2 separate regions of the Gossypium hirsutum genome follow, and region 1 is linked to region 2. A link is a contact called in public Hi-C data. All regions are on one chromosome and are shown on one strand. The core of a region is the stretch at or near the end of the contact, and the rest is flanking DNA. Distances in the headings are between cores, read along the strand shown.

Region 1 (2,893 bases), core at 227-2,726, 34 kb before region 2:
AACTCATGATAATCTCCTAAGAAATCAAATGCGAATATTCAATCTTGACGGAAATCTGCTTCTGAACAGCTTCAATGGTGTTTTTCGAGTTGTTTTCTTGAATATTTTATGACGGCTCACTCTTATTTTCTTATTTTTGTCATATATATGTCTTAGAATGCCCGAAAAACCTAAAAATCGTGTTTTTCCGCTGTTCAAAGTGCAAATTCGCACAATTGACATGGTCTACCACATGGTCGTTTGGAATGGGCGGGTCAACCCGTGTTGCTCCTGTAGCTTGCTCTGATTTTTTTATTTTCACTCATTTTTTGCTCATTTTGTTCCCAATTGCTCTACTAGGCATAAAAACATAAATTTAAAATATTATGAGCATAAAATTCATAATTAACATTGAATAATCACCCAAAAATTTATTAAGAATGAGGTTAAAATATGTTACGTTTAGCACTTATCAAGAGCAAATCGAGGCTCTTACAGCTATCATGAACCTTGCAAATGGACCATAAAATACACATAGTGAATACCTAAAAAAAAAAAAAGAAAAAGAAACAGTGACATGTTTTTGATAATTTACAAACTTGAAATTCAAGTTACAATATATTGTATATGGGTGAGATCGGTTGGATTTTGTTAAGTTTTTTAGAATTTTCAAACTATCTATAATAATTTGGTTTGGTTTGGTTTTCGATTTTTGGTTTTTCGTATTAATTTTGAATTTAGGTTTTTAAATTTTATTTTGATAGAAGAAGCATTATTTTATGACTTCTCGATATTATTTAGAAAATTTTCAAAAAAAAATTCTTAAAGTAAATAAATAAATATGTTAAATAGTATGTTTGAAAATATCTTTAAAGTTATTTTTACTATTTTAAATATAAAATATTTATTTTTATATCATAAAATTTGAAATTAATTATAAACCAAATAAAAATAAAATTTAATTTCATTTAGATAATCATATTTTTTTCATATGTATTTCAAAAATTATCTAAACACGAATAGTTTCGTTAACACACACCTAATAAAAGAAAGGTTAAATTCTATGAATAGTCCTACTAACCATAAATTTAACCCTTAATATTGATCACTTTTGATAATTAGCCCCTACCTTTTTTATTTTTATTTTTTTTACCAGATAAGTTACATTTCTTATTTGATTTCTTCTTCAACCTTCATTTCTTTCTTTTTTTTCAATCCTATTTAGATTTCACCAGAAAACAATAATCCATCTTTTTTTTCTTTTGTTCTTTCTTAACCTTACTATTTTCTAATTGTTTAAAACATCATTTTTCAAATATAAGAAAACTCATCAAATTTGCTTCTTGACCAAAAAATAATAATTTTCTCTATTAAAAATTGAAGAGAAAAAGACGATGAAAATAAACCCAGAATCTGCCACACTCAAAAGTCGCAGTGAGTTTGATGAATTCCTAAAGACAAAAAAAAAATGCTTCCATGGCACCACAAACAATGAATGAAGGCAAACACTCCAAATACCAAAACCCACCAATAATAATTAAAATTTTAAAACTTTTATTTATTTGGAAATCATTTCCAATTATTTGTTGAAGAACTATTGGTAATTTTATTTTTATTTTTATTTTGAAGAAAAAGATGATTGAGTTTCATGCTAAAGAGATTAAATTTGTGATCATAATAAAATTAAGGGAAAAAGCTATGAAATTGTACCACTTAAAAAGTAAATCCGCACAAATCAATCAATATAGAAATCAAATTAACCTAAAAGAAAACTAGAGTTATGTTTCTACACAGAATGGGCCGCAAAACAAACCTAACTCTTTTTAAGAAAGTCCAATTGAAGTTTGAAGTTTAAAAAGAAAACCCAACTCTAGTTTTTTTCCTAAGATGACTTATGGTGCTCTTGCTCTTGGGTTGGCACATGTGAAACCCTATTTGTATCATGTTTTTCGTCACCACTAATTACAACTTTTTTAGGGACGTAATTCTTTTAAACAATGAAGCATTTTCAAATGATTTCTTGTTACCAAAAACTTCATATGACGAAATTTTATATTTATCTATAAATTTCATATCCTCGCAACTATATTATATAGATTCAAGATATACATTTGTTCATGGGTCGGATTAACTAATAACATTATAAAGTATAATGATCAAATTATGTTAAAAATTAAAGTATAAATGTTAAATCTTAAATTTAGACGTAATAGAGGGATTAAAAGTGAAATTTGACCATAATCTTATTGTACATGCCAGATTTTGCCCGGGCCTAAAAGACCCGCATTACAGATATGGCCCTATTAATAAAACAAATAGTGGCCCAAACCCAATTTCAACGAAATAGGCCTAAAATAAATGACCCAAACCTAAAGCCCAATTACAGTTTAGCCCAAATGGCGAGAACAGTTTCTGAAACCCTAGCAACAGCAACGTCTCGCGCCGCAGCCCTCCAAATCTCCGTGGATCTTCACTTGCACATCAAGGAAAAACAAAAAAGGAAACACAATCAAAGATTCGAAAATCAAACAAAGAAACAGATTTTATTTCTTCTTTTAATTGTTTCATTCGGCTATAAAAAAAGCCACGAATACATTGTAATAGGGGATTTTTTAGGGAAATTAATAAAAAAACAGATACTTTTACAGCAAAAAGAGCATAATACCAAAGAGCAAAGATCAATCAAGAAAAATGTTGATTTCTTTTGGTTTTGTTATTTTCTTTTTTTTTAATTTTTTTAAAAGAAATAGAATAAAACAAAATAAAAGGTAAAAAAAACTTATCTTTCTTCGTTTCTGAAACACCGTTGAGGCAGCTGAGGCTCGTCTTCGAGGATAGACGATCGGAAGCCGAAGAGTTTCTTGGGTATTTGGGGCATTTTGCTTACTTTTTTGAAGATTTTAAGCCCGGATTC
Region 2 (3,006 bases), core at 399-2,898:
TTATATAAATAAAATAGACAATAATTTATTTATCCTTCTAACTTTACAAAAAAATCATTACAACCCTTCATTTAATTTTTATCTTTTTAACCCTTAAATTTATATTATTTATTAAATCAGCTCAAAATAGATGGGAAAAATTATTCTTTATTAACTTTACTAAACATGGAAGCCAAAGGCCCTGAAATGAAAACAATTTCCACCTAAACGTTTTTATAACTTATATACTTTTAAATTAATTAATAATGGTAAAATTACATGTTAATCCCCTAAAAATGATAAAAATTTTATTTAATCCTTATAAAAATATAATTAAAATGGTAAAATTACATTTTTAACTATACTAAAATATACAATTTAATTCCATCTCCTCCCAAAAAAAAAAAGAAAAACATTACCGTTACCGTTAATCCTGTTCATAGGAGGCTGAAAGTGATACCCGGTTCGATGAAGTTGTTTTACAGTAAGTGCAGTTTTAGATTGTAAATTTGGATGAACCTTATGAAATGCTTCAACGACGCCATTCTTACTTATTATCTCACAAAAACACCCAATTATTAAATAAACTAACAAAATATTTTCTGTAAACTCCATTGAAATTTTGAAAGCCGAATGTTGAAACGGGATGGTGATTCATTTATATAGGACTGAAATTTAACAATTTCAAAATATATATATTTAAAATGTTTAGATAAGATAGATTTTTATTTGAATTTACCAATAATTTATAATATCAACATTAAATCTACAATTCTTGATTTTCTTTTTTTGAGATAATTAAAATTTTATTCTTATAGTATTTAAATAATTAGGGATTATAGATTATGGTTTATGGTTTAAGGGTTGGAGTTTAAGGGTTAGGGGTTAGGGGTTAGGGTTTATGTTTTATGATTTAGGGTTTAGTAGATAGGGGTTAGGGGTTTAGGGTTTAGATTAATTGGTGTTTTTTAATTTATATATTAAATAATTTATTATATAATTGTAAAAGAGAGAATCATAATTTTAATATATTAAAATTATGATTATAGTTTAAATTAATGTAACAGATTGATATGGATAGGAAATGAATAATATAAAATCATGATTAACGTCTCAATCTTTAATAGAAATTTGATATGTGAGGGATTAATTGCTTACATTGGATAATTCTAACTTAATAATTAATTACAGCCATTTAATCATTTTTTTCTTATTAAAATATACAATATTTAGTTTGAGAGTACTTGGTTTTATTTTATAAAAATTAAATTTATAAAAATTATCTAATTCTTTTAAATATTAGATATTACATAAAAAATTATATAAAAATTTTAAAATTTATCTAATTCTTTTAAATATTACTTAAATTTTTAAAATTTATTTATTTAAAATTGATATAAATTATATAATAATTAAATATAAATTTGTAAAAAAAGTCAATTATTAGTGACGTTTATGATAAAAATGCCGCAAAAAGTAAGCAATAGCGGCGTTTAGACGAAAAATGCCACAAATATGTATTGAATTTTTTCAAAACGTGCTGTTTTACTACAGAAATTTAATTTTTTTTAGTAGCGTTTTTTCTAAAAACGCCGCAAAATCCATAATTAATTACCTAGGCTTATTTGACGCTATATAAGCTCAGCGTGATATTTCAACCAAAATAATTAAAATTAAACCAACAAAGAAAGCCCTAGAAGTCTAAAGAAAAGGGGGGAAAGATGAAGCCGATGCCTATAGAATTCGTGACGGACCCAGACGACCAAGGTTCAGCCATGGAAGTCGACGATGTTGACACACCGGAGATCTTCGGCGAAGGCTTCATCGCTTCCGACAACAAGCTCGCCTATGCCGATTTCTTCAACAACTTCGAAGACGATTTTGATGACTCCGATATCGACTAAAAAAAGAAGAATCGTTTCAAGTACTCATCTATCTTTTTTTTCCCTTCTTACTTTCGATTTTTAGGGTCAAACTCAGGTTCTTCTTTTGAAAACCATTATTCGTTTATTTATAGATTTCTGAAGAAATGTTCCTTATTTTTGGGTATTTACTTGTTTTTTATTTGTTTAGAGCAAACATTACACCAGGGACTGTGTTGATTTTGTTGGCTGGAAGGTTTATGGGGAAGAGAGTTGTTTTCTTGAAGCAACTTTATCAGGCAATCCACTGAATCTGTCTAAATCTTTATCTCTTCTTGCAAAATAAAAAATAAAAAGAATCAAAGAATCAAATCAGTTATTAGTATAAACTTATATTTTGATCCATTACTTTGAGTGAGAACGGTTGACCCTTAGTGTACTGCTCTTCGATGCATCACACCAAAAATTTCTTTTAACCATAAATATTCTTCTATTCTAAACTTTTCTGAAGACTGATGCTTGTTTTTTTCTTCCGAATTTATGCTTTAGGACTGTCTTCTTTGTCCTACAGGGTTTTCAGCCAATATGGCATTGATGGTAGCACTTAGAAACCTTGCATCCCTCATTGCAGCAGGCAATGTGCCTGTGAAGGATGAAAAAATTGCCATTTTCTCTGATGAACTAAACCATGCATCAATAATTGATGGTATTCGTCTTGCTGAAAGACAAAGAAGTGTAGAATTCTTTGTATATAAACACTGCGACATGTCCCATCTCCGTGAACTGTTGTAGGTTTTTACTTTTCACATAGATTATTCTGATAATCATTCTCTTTCTAGGACTTTCTCTCTAACTATGCTGCATAATGGCAATTTTTTTGGATTTTGACAGATCAAATTGCAAAATGAAGAAAAAGGTTGTTGTGACCGATAGGTTAGTCATGTTTCTACAGATGTTCATTACATTGTCATTTCTCTATCCTATAAAAATAAGTAACAGCAAACCTTTCTTTCGCATTTTCATGCTTTTTTTTTTCTGGATGTCCAAGAATATTGTACATTTTCAAATAACTATACTTTGCATTTTTTGCATCTTACCAATGAAATACATGTTTATGAATATAACTAGATTTTTGCAACTGCATTCATTTATGAATGATTCTTGG

What was found. A called contact is a pair of places that touch in the nucleus more often than the background predicts.
Region 1: a contact with region 2 is called in a Hi-C map of leaf, with 2.5 times the contacts expected there. The contact joins the enhancer-like site here to the promoter of LOC107892116 in region 2. A contact is called at or near these places in 4 of 34 Hi-C or Micro-C datasets (fibers, leaf and petal).

Annotation. Positions count from the first base shown.
Region 1 is chrD09:32,273,379-32,276,271 of Gossypium_hirsutum_v2.1, reverse strand. No RefSeq gene overlaps it. Among protein-coding and RNA genes, the nearest start is that of LOC107892118, 13 kb to the left of the region's middle. Within about 2 kb of position 1,476, at least 2 of the 9 cell types and tissues checked have an H3K27ac peak or open chromatin away from gene starts, as enhancers often do.
Region 2 is chrD09:32,239,294-32,242,299 of Gossypium_hirsutum_v2.1, reverse strand. LOC107892116 (8-amino-7-oxononanoate synthase) reads left to right here and starts at 1,648. Exons shown (of 9, transcript XR_005918003.1): 1 at 1,648-1,903; 2 at 2,053-2,140; 3 at 2,391-2,629; 4 at 2,733-2,774.